2 separate regions of the Mus musculus genome follow, and region 1 is linked to region 2. The links are chromatin contacts, called in public HiChIP or PLAC-seq maps. All regions are on one chromosome and are shown on one strand. The core of a region is the stretch at or near the end of the contact, and the rest is flanking DNA. Distances in the headings are between cores, read along the strand shown.

Evidence for each region. HiChIP or PLAC-seq counts read pairs in DNA pulled down with a chosen protein or histone mark.
Region 1: a contact with region 2 is called in a FOXA1 HiChIP or PLAC-seq map of pancreatic cancer cells. The contact joins the promoter of Tmem40 here to the promoter of Plxnd1 in region 2. A contact is called at or near these places in 2 of 115 datasets of contacts at active chromatin or transcription factors (microglia and pancreatic cancer cells).

Annotation. Positions count from the first base shown.
Region 1 is chr6:115,756,471-115,760,347 of GRCm38.p6, forward strand. It overlaps Tmem40 (transmembrane protein 40), which reads right to left and starts at 2,529. Exons shown (of 12, transcript NM_144805.2): 1 at 2,468-2,529.
Region 2 is chr6:115,992,683-115,996,965 of GRCm38.p6, forward strand. It overlaps Plxnd1 (plexin D1), which reads right to left and starts at 2,323. Exons shown (of 36, transcript NM_026376.3): 1 at 807-2,323. The coding sequence starts at 2,123.

The sequences.
Region 1 (3,877 bases), core at 1,279-3,778, 240 kb before region 2:
TGACAGGAATGAGAAGACACCAGAGGTGTCCTTAGAGCCATGGCAGCAAGGTAAGATTGTGTAGCCTGTCCTGGAGAACAGGTTTGCAGTTCCTCAAAATGCTAATCATAGTTACCAGCTGATCCTGGACTTCACTGCTAGGTATATACTCAAAAGAATTGAGCCGGGCGGTGGTGGTGGCACACACCTTTAATCCCAGCACTTGGGAGGCAGAGGCAGGTGGATTTCTGAGTTCGAGGCCAGCCTGGTCTACAGAGTGAGTTCCAGGACAGCCAGGGCTATACAGAGAAACCCTGTCTTGAAAAGCCAGGAAAAAAAAAAAAGAATTGAATTCTGGGCTGCTCAATGGGTAAAGGTGCTTGCCACCAAGCCTGACAACCAGAGTTCAATCCCCAGGACTTAACAACAGGAGAGAACCAACTCCAACAAGTTGTACTCTCACCTCTACACATGCACCATAGTATGTGCACATGCACACAAACATACCCACCTCCCACACTAAGTAAGTATAACTTAGAAAGAAAGTTTAAAAAGAAGTGAAAACCCATAGGTACACAGGGACCAGTGCCTGAACAACTGTGGCAGCATCATTGAAAATAGCCCGACGGTGGAAACAACAGAAGTCTCTGTCAACTGGCCAATGGATGCACAGCCATGCAGGGGAAGGCAGGGCGATCTAATGTCATGTGGATGAGCATCCAAGTCAGAAGGGACTAAATACTGCACACACACAGATTGCCCAGCCAGGGATGGTGAGGGAGATCAGAGGGTAAACGTGACACCAAACCTGACCTCCTGAGTTCAGTTTCCCATCATTCACATAGCAGAAGGCGAGAACTAGCTCTCAAAAGTTGGTGGCACACACCTTTAATCCCAGCACTCGGGAGGCAGAGGCAGGCGGATTTCTGAGTTCGAGGCCAGCCTGGTCTACAGAGTGAGTTCCAAGACAGCCAGGACTACCCAGAGAAACCCTGTCTTGAGAAAGAAAAAAAAAAAGTTGTCCTCTCATCTCCACATTTGTGTCATAGCATGCACAATGTACACATGTATTCCACACACACACATATTAAACAAACAGACACATTTTTTTCTTTTACAGGCTCCGAAATGCCTAGCTATATCCATGGGGTCAAAGCAACTAGTTCCTGAGGGGGAAGTGCCCGTTGTACAGGACCAGCCCTATCCTGGGATGAGAAGTGTTTTGAATTTGATAGCCAAGGTTGTATAATTCAGTGAGTCTATGGGAAACCTCTGAATTGTCCTTGTAAAGAGGGAACGATTACAGCAGACAAAGCCCATCTGTCAATAAAGGAGGCAGGTGAGACAGGCTTTCATGTAGCCCAGGCTGGCCTTGAACTTATTGTATAGTTGAGGGTGACTTTGAACTCCTGATTCTCCTGACCCCATCTCCCAAGTGCTGGGGTTACAGGTATATGTTGTCATGTCTGGTTCAACAAAGCTGTTTCAGAGAGAGAGGGACAGAGAGAGACAGAAAGACAGAGGAAGAGTCTCACACACACACACACACACACACAGGTGGGGGAGAACAGACGTGGCTGAGAAAGCAGCTTCAGGAGAATGTTAGAGCCAGATGGGCTAGTGTGGCAGAGGCCACATCACCCAGAGTTCTGGTCCCACTCTCTACAGATCTGTTTCCTTGACCAAAACAGGGTGTCCCCCCCCCACAACTCCACCACTACCACCACCACCACCACCACCACACACATTATTTTCACCATGCCTCCCCTAACACATGCTCCTACCTCTAGGTAGGGCCCTGGATTATCTAGGGCAGTTTTAAACAGAACTAAAGAGGACAATAGCACCATTCTGTCCCCTTTAAAAGACCTGTTGGGGGCTTGAGGACCAGGATACTCTGAGCAGAAACCACCGGATGAGGATGGCTGTCATAGGGAGAAGTAACCCCCAAGAGGGCTGAGTGTGGTTCCCTGGGGTCTGCCAGCACCCTCTCCCCTGGGGCCATCCCTCGTGATGAGAGGCTATGAGGGAGGAAGGTGGCTTTACCTGATCTGAGCCAGAGGCCGAGGCTGAGACCCTTTGCATTCCCTAAGCTTCTGGCTTCCACCACAACAGGCTGAGAAAAGCCTCTAGATACTTAGTCAAATCCTTCATTTCCAAATGGGGAAACTGAGGTCCAGTGAGGCCAGGCATTTCTAAAAGTCCACAGCAAGCCAGTGATAAGAGTCAGCGCTGGTCATGGACTGTCTAAGCTATGGAAGTGTCAAAACAAATATGAGGGGCAAATGGTCCATCCTGCCCCGATGTCATCCACAACGGACACTGAGGGGCCTCAGCAAGCCAGGGAGGTGCAGAGCTGGGCTTCCATCCCAGGCCACCAAGGAAGCACAGGGAGCCTAAAGATCAACCATGTCTCCCAATCCTCTTGAAACCACCCCGATCCACCCCCACCCCTGCTTGACCAGTCCCATGTCCCATGTCCCATTACCTGGAGTCCCTGGGCTCATGTGAGCTGCAAGGTGAGCTGTGTGTTGACTGTGAATGTGGCCGGGCTGGGGAAGGAGAGGCCATGGCACCGTGACAGCAGAGGGCGGGGCAACCATGACGTTGCCCCTGGGCCCCCGCTGGCTCACCCTGGTGCTGTGGCATTGGCATTCCTTCCTGTGGTGCTATCAGCCCCCAGGCCTTCCTGTCTGACTTGCCTCTTCCCCCAGCATCCTAAGAGGGGCTGATGGTGGCAAACACACCCCCACAGACCCCAGGATCACACTAAAACCTGAAGCCCCGAGTGGCAACCATGGTGGACCTCCCCAGGTCGTGACAAACTCCAGGAAGGGAGGAGTTGAGGGTTTGTCTTGGGTTCCTCCTCCTTGCCCAGGCGGCTGATTCAGGTTCCAGCCATGTGTCCCGACCTGCCCTGCAAGTTAGAAGATGCTGTCATGTTCCCTGCTTCTGGATACCAAGGCTGGAGTGGTGTATGGAGAGGACGAGGGAGTTCAGGGACCATGGAGAGGGGCTGAAAGCCATACAGTGCTTCCCCTTGGGGAGGGAACTGGGTGGAAGCAAGGAGGCAGGTCAGGAGAGCAGCCGCCTGGCTAGGATGGGTAGGAACTCAGTCCTCAAGAGGCAGGAAACCAAGGGTTACCTCACCCAGCTGCCACCTCTGCGTTGTGCTCACTCATCAGTCACCCTGAGCAACAGGACAGGAAATGTTTGCTGCCACTGTCCAGGGGAGTACCGACCAGCAGGGATAAAAGGCAGGGCCATGAGCTTCCTGGAAAAGAAGGCCCCGCTCATCCTAGTCTCAGGCCCGACCCATGACTATTTGCTCAAGCTCAGCATGTGCTCAACCTGTGAAGCAAGTCCTACAGGCCTGCCTCTGTTGTCCCCCAAGCCCCACCCCTGCCCCCAATCCACTTCCACAGTCACCATGTGGTTCTTACACCACCACTTCTCTTCCCCGGCTTCTGCCCTGCCCCTCCCCCATTGCTGTCCAACTGGGCAGCCAATTTAGCTCCGTACCCACTATGAATAACTGTCAGTTCTCAGGGCACAGCCCATTCTCGAAGTCCATCTGCCCCATGCCTCTTGTTCCGACCTTAACTCTATGACAGCCTCTCTCCCTCAGCCAGTGCTATCCCAGATAGGCACCTACCTCAGGACCTTTGCACTGGCTGTTCTATTCAGAACTCTTTCCCTTAGAAAGCCTTCTTTCTTCACTCTTTAGGTCTCTATTCAAATGTTACCTTCCCAAAGGGCCTGCTGTGATCAGCCTGCTAGGACGCTAGCTCCTCCTCAGCCTACCTCAGCCTACCTCAGCCTGCCTCAGCCTGCCTCAGCCTGCCTCAGCCTGCCTCAGCCTGCCTCAGCCTGTTTCAGCCTGCCTCTGCCTGCCTCA
Region 2 (4,283 bases), core at 1,073-3,572:
GGTCTGTGGTTCTCAACCTTTCTAAGGCTGGGTAAGACCACCACCCCCCAACCATAAAATGAATTCATTGTTACTACTTCATAATTGTAATTTTGCTACCATTATGAATCACAAAGTAAATATCTGATATGCAGGATAATGCAGCCCCTGTGAGAGGGTTGTCTGGCTCCAAAGGGGTCACACACAACCCACATGTTGAGAATGGCTGGCTTAAGTTAAAAACCCACAGCATTTGTGATCACAGGTCTGCCACACCACCTGCTAGCTGCTCATTTGCTATTTGTTGAGGTGGCCTTGAGCACACACCTGTTTGCCAACCAGGTGGCCTCACTAGGGAACCAATCACTTCCCAAATAACAGTGTCCCCTGGCACGGGCTCCCACTGGGAGTTTACATCCCTGCAGGTCTACACTCTTGGGATCTCCGATGGGTGTCCCTGTCACATACTCAGCCCTTCCGACCCACATGCCCTTTATCTTCAGTGCCAGGTGCCACACCCATCACACATCTGCCAGGGTGCAGAGGTATGTCCTAAGGGCACCTGCACTCTCCCTAAACACTCTCCTGGTGTCACTCCCCTCTCTCAGTTCAGCACACACCTGTGGCCCCCACCTGCAGAGCTGATTTGTAGGTGCGCTGTCTTCGGGGAACACCTGGGTACCTTGACAACCTAGACCTCCCCACTTAGGTGTGCGCACCTGTGACCCAGTACGCTCCCGGGCCAGCACCGCTGGCAGTAACCAATCCTCTGGGATATCTGCGTGCATACTGTATCCCCGCACACGCCCCTCAGGTCTATGGCTTACCTGTATGTTGCGCTTGCTCTCGCAGGCCGGCCCGGTGCCCTGCACCACACTGTCCAACACCGCCACCACGTCGGGCGCCGGCTCCACGAAGCAGGCGGTGCGCGCTGCACGAATGGCAGCCTGCACGTCGTCGAAGCGGAAGGCGCAAAGCGCGGCCGGGGCGTTGCGGGCACCTGGGGCGCCCTGGGGCCTCTCGAAGACAGCGAAGAACTGCTCGCGCGCGGGGAAAACCGACACGAGGCGGCTGTAGAGGTCGCCGCGGCCCGCGCCGCCCGCGCACTGCAAGCCCAGTTGGATGTAGGACTCGGTGAGCTTCTTGGCGTCGCCACCCGCGCCGCGGGGCAGGCAGATGCGCGCCAGCAGGCTGCGCGCCTGGCTGTCCTTGTCGCCCGCACGCGCCTCGCTGTTGAGCGCCAGGTACGCGTAGGGCTGCGCGCTGTGCGGTGGCACCGCCGGGTGCAAGAAGGCACGCACGAAGCCCAGCTTGTGCTGCTCCTTGGCGCCCTGCTTGATCTTCAGGATGTTATCGTCCGACGGGTTAAGGTCGAAGGTGAAGAGCTTGGCCAAGTCTCCACGCGCGTCCAGGGAGCGGATAGCGATCTCGGGCGTGTTCTCGAAGCGGTGGTCTTCTAGGCTACGGTTGCGCGGGAAGAAAGCGCTGCCGAAGCCGGTGTACGTGGCGCCCACGAGCAGACGGCTGCCCCCGGTGCCCGAGGTAGGCGGCAGCACCAGTCCCACAGTGGACGCGTTGGGGTGGTTGGCGGCCACGTTGAGCATGCTGGGGAACACGGTGACCGGTTCTGCGGTCGGCGCGGCAGGCGGAAAGCTCACGGCCAGGGCTGAGATGTTGCCCCGGCGCCTCAGCTGGCACAGACCCTGGTAGATGGAGCCGCACGCGACCACCAGACCCTGGCCCGGGTCCAACTGCAGGATTTTGTTGTAGTTGTCCGTGAGGCGCCGCGGGTGCTCGCACGAGGCCTGCGGGAGCTGCGGGGCGTGACACAGCGGGCTGTCCGGCACGGGACCCACGGTCGCCTCGGCTTCCAGGCTCAAGTTGGCACTCGACAGTTGGTACAGGCGGTTCACTGCCGCCAAGTACACGGTGCCCGCCGTGCCGTCCAGGGCGAAGTTGTTGGTGGGCGTGGGCGAGGGGAAACGGCGCTGGATCTCTAGGGCGCCGGCCCGTGCCGCCCCGAGCAGCAGCAGCAGAGGCAGCGGCAGCAGACCAGGGCCCCGCGAGTGAGGGCGCGGACGCAAGGGGACGGCCGCGGCGGCCCGGGCGCTAGGGGGTGCGCCGCCCGCGGCGCGACGAGCCATCCAGGCGAGCGCGGGCTGCGCGGCGCGGCGAGTGCATGGGGCGCGGCGCGGCCGGGAGCCGGGAGCTCGGAGGCGGCGAGAGGCGGGGGGGGGGCCCGGGCCGCGAGGCGCTTCCTGCCCGCGCCTGCCGCCCCCGGCCCCGGCGCCCCGGCCCGACTCTGGCGAGGCGCTCAGCCCGGGGGCGGCTCCGTGGAGACCACGCCCACAGCCCATCTCCCCGCCCCAGCAGCTTGGCCCACGCCCTTTCGCCCCGGGCCACGCCCCCGGCCACGCCTCTGGGCCACGCCCCGCGGTCCGAGGTCACTGGTGGCCGATACCCGGGCAGTCGCAAGTTGCCTGCCTCTTTCCTGGTTCCTGGCCAGCTCCTGGAATGTCTTCCTCTCGCTTGTTTGTTATCCTTCCTCTCTTTCTCCTCGCTCTAGTACCTTCTCTGTTCTGTTTCTGGGCTCCCGTTTGCCTTCCACCGCCTCTCAGAGTTTCGCTCTTTCAATCTCTCGGACTCCCCTACTCCGATCCTGTCAACTCCGCCCCGTGTCTCTCCCGCGTCACTCCCTCTCCCTCATCTGCGTTTCCTTTTTTTTTTTTTTCTTTCTGTTCCCGCTGCTCTCCCTCTCTACTCTTTTCCTCTCCTTGCCCCTAAAGCCCTCCATTTCCCCTCAACCGCCTGCCCCTTCTGGCCACAGTCCCCCTCCCCGCCCCCCCCGCCCCCCCCCCCCCCCGCTCACACCCCCTATGTTCTCCAAGCCTCACTCTAAAGACCAGCCAGACCAGGGACATCAGGCCCCTGGCTAACCTATGGTCTGTTCCCCGAACTGCTCTGTAAAAGGAGTTTGCAAGCAGCAGGCTCCGGGGACAAACTTGACAATCCCACAGCAAAAGTAGGAAACTGTGTTGAGAGGAAGTTCATTCCTCTTGCAAGGGCAGGCTGGGCTGAGCAGAACACCAGACACAGGGCCTTACTTTCTGGATAGAGCCAAACCCCGCAGACCCCCAGGACCTTGCCCTTAGGCCAAGGTTCTGAGAAACCTAAAGTCATTCCACATATGAGCTGGCACTGGGCACCGGACTCCTTTGACCTTCAAAGGAACAGGTAGGCCCTGGGATAAAGGCAAGGAGTCATTTTCCTAAGGTCATAGAAACCCAGGTGATCCTCTCCATAGCATGGGAGTGCCCACATAGGACCACACCAAATGCTAACCTCCTTACAAAGACTCAACCCACTTTCCGTGCATGGAAACTGAGGCCCCAGAAGTAAAGCCCAAAATACACCGCTAAGGGGGAAGGTGGGACACAGACCCATTGTTTGAAGCCACAGTTCCAGCTACAAGTTCTCAGTCAGGGTCTCCTAGCAGCTTGCAGCTGTCACTTGAGGCCTAGTGGCCCTCTCTCAGAGGGTGACCTTGCTCCCACCAGATAGGAAGGAAGGATGGGGAGGGGCTTTCCCTGTGCCTGAAGGGTCAGCAGCAAGGGCTCAGAGCCCAGCCATCCCCATTTCCCTGGCCCCCACCCCAACCTTCCTGTCCCTGTGCCTGCCTGCCGGCTTGCCTGCCATGTTCCAGCCCATTCATGGCCTTGGCTTTGATGGTCAGGAGTGTTCCTTGGCAGGAAATTGGAGACTTATGTCCTGCCTCCACCCCCAACTGAGCACCCAGGGGACTTGCCTCTACCTCTGTTTGGGGAAGGCCCGAGTCATGCTCTCCCTGTGAGCCACAGGCCCTCCACTCCACTGGACAGCCCCAGCACAGATTATAGGCTTGTCTTCCTCTGCCCTCCCTCTCTGTCTCTCTCCCTCTCTCTACCCTCTGTCTTCACACAGTATCTCTGGTCTCATTCTCCATCCTCTCCCCACCCCCTCCTTGCTTCCTTCCTGTCCCTCTCTTGCTTTCTTGCCGCATCCTGCAGCTCCCCCCACTGAGCCTCGAGGATAATGCTTTATGACATCTCGGTTTAGCTGGCCAGATGGATTGTTTTGTGTATTGTGGACAAACTTCCTGCTAAGCTGGTAGATTTCTGCCATCACCCCACCTTCAGCGTTTGGGACCTGAATTCTAGGGTCTGAATATATTCACATAAACTGAAGTAGGAATTATAGTGTGGCCTCCAGCAAGGTGCTTGCCCTCTCTGAGCCTGTTTCCTGTGGACCATATAATAGCACACTAC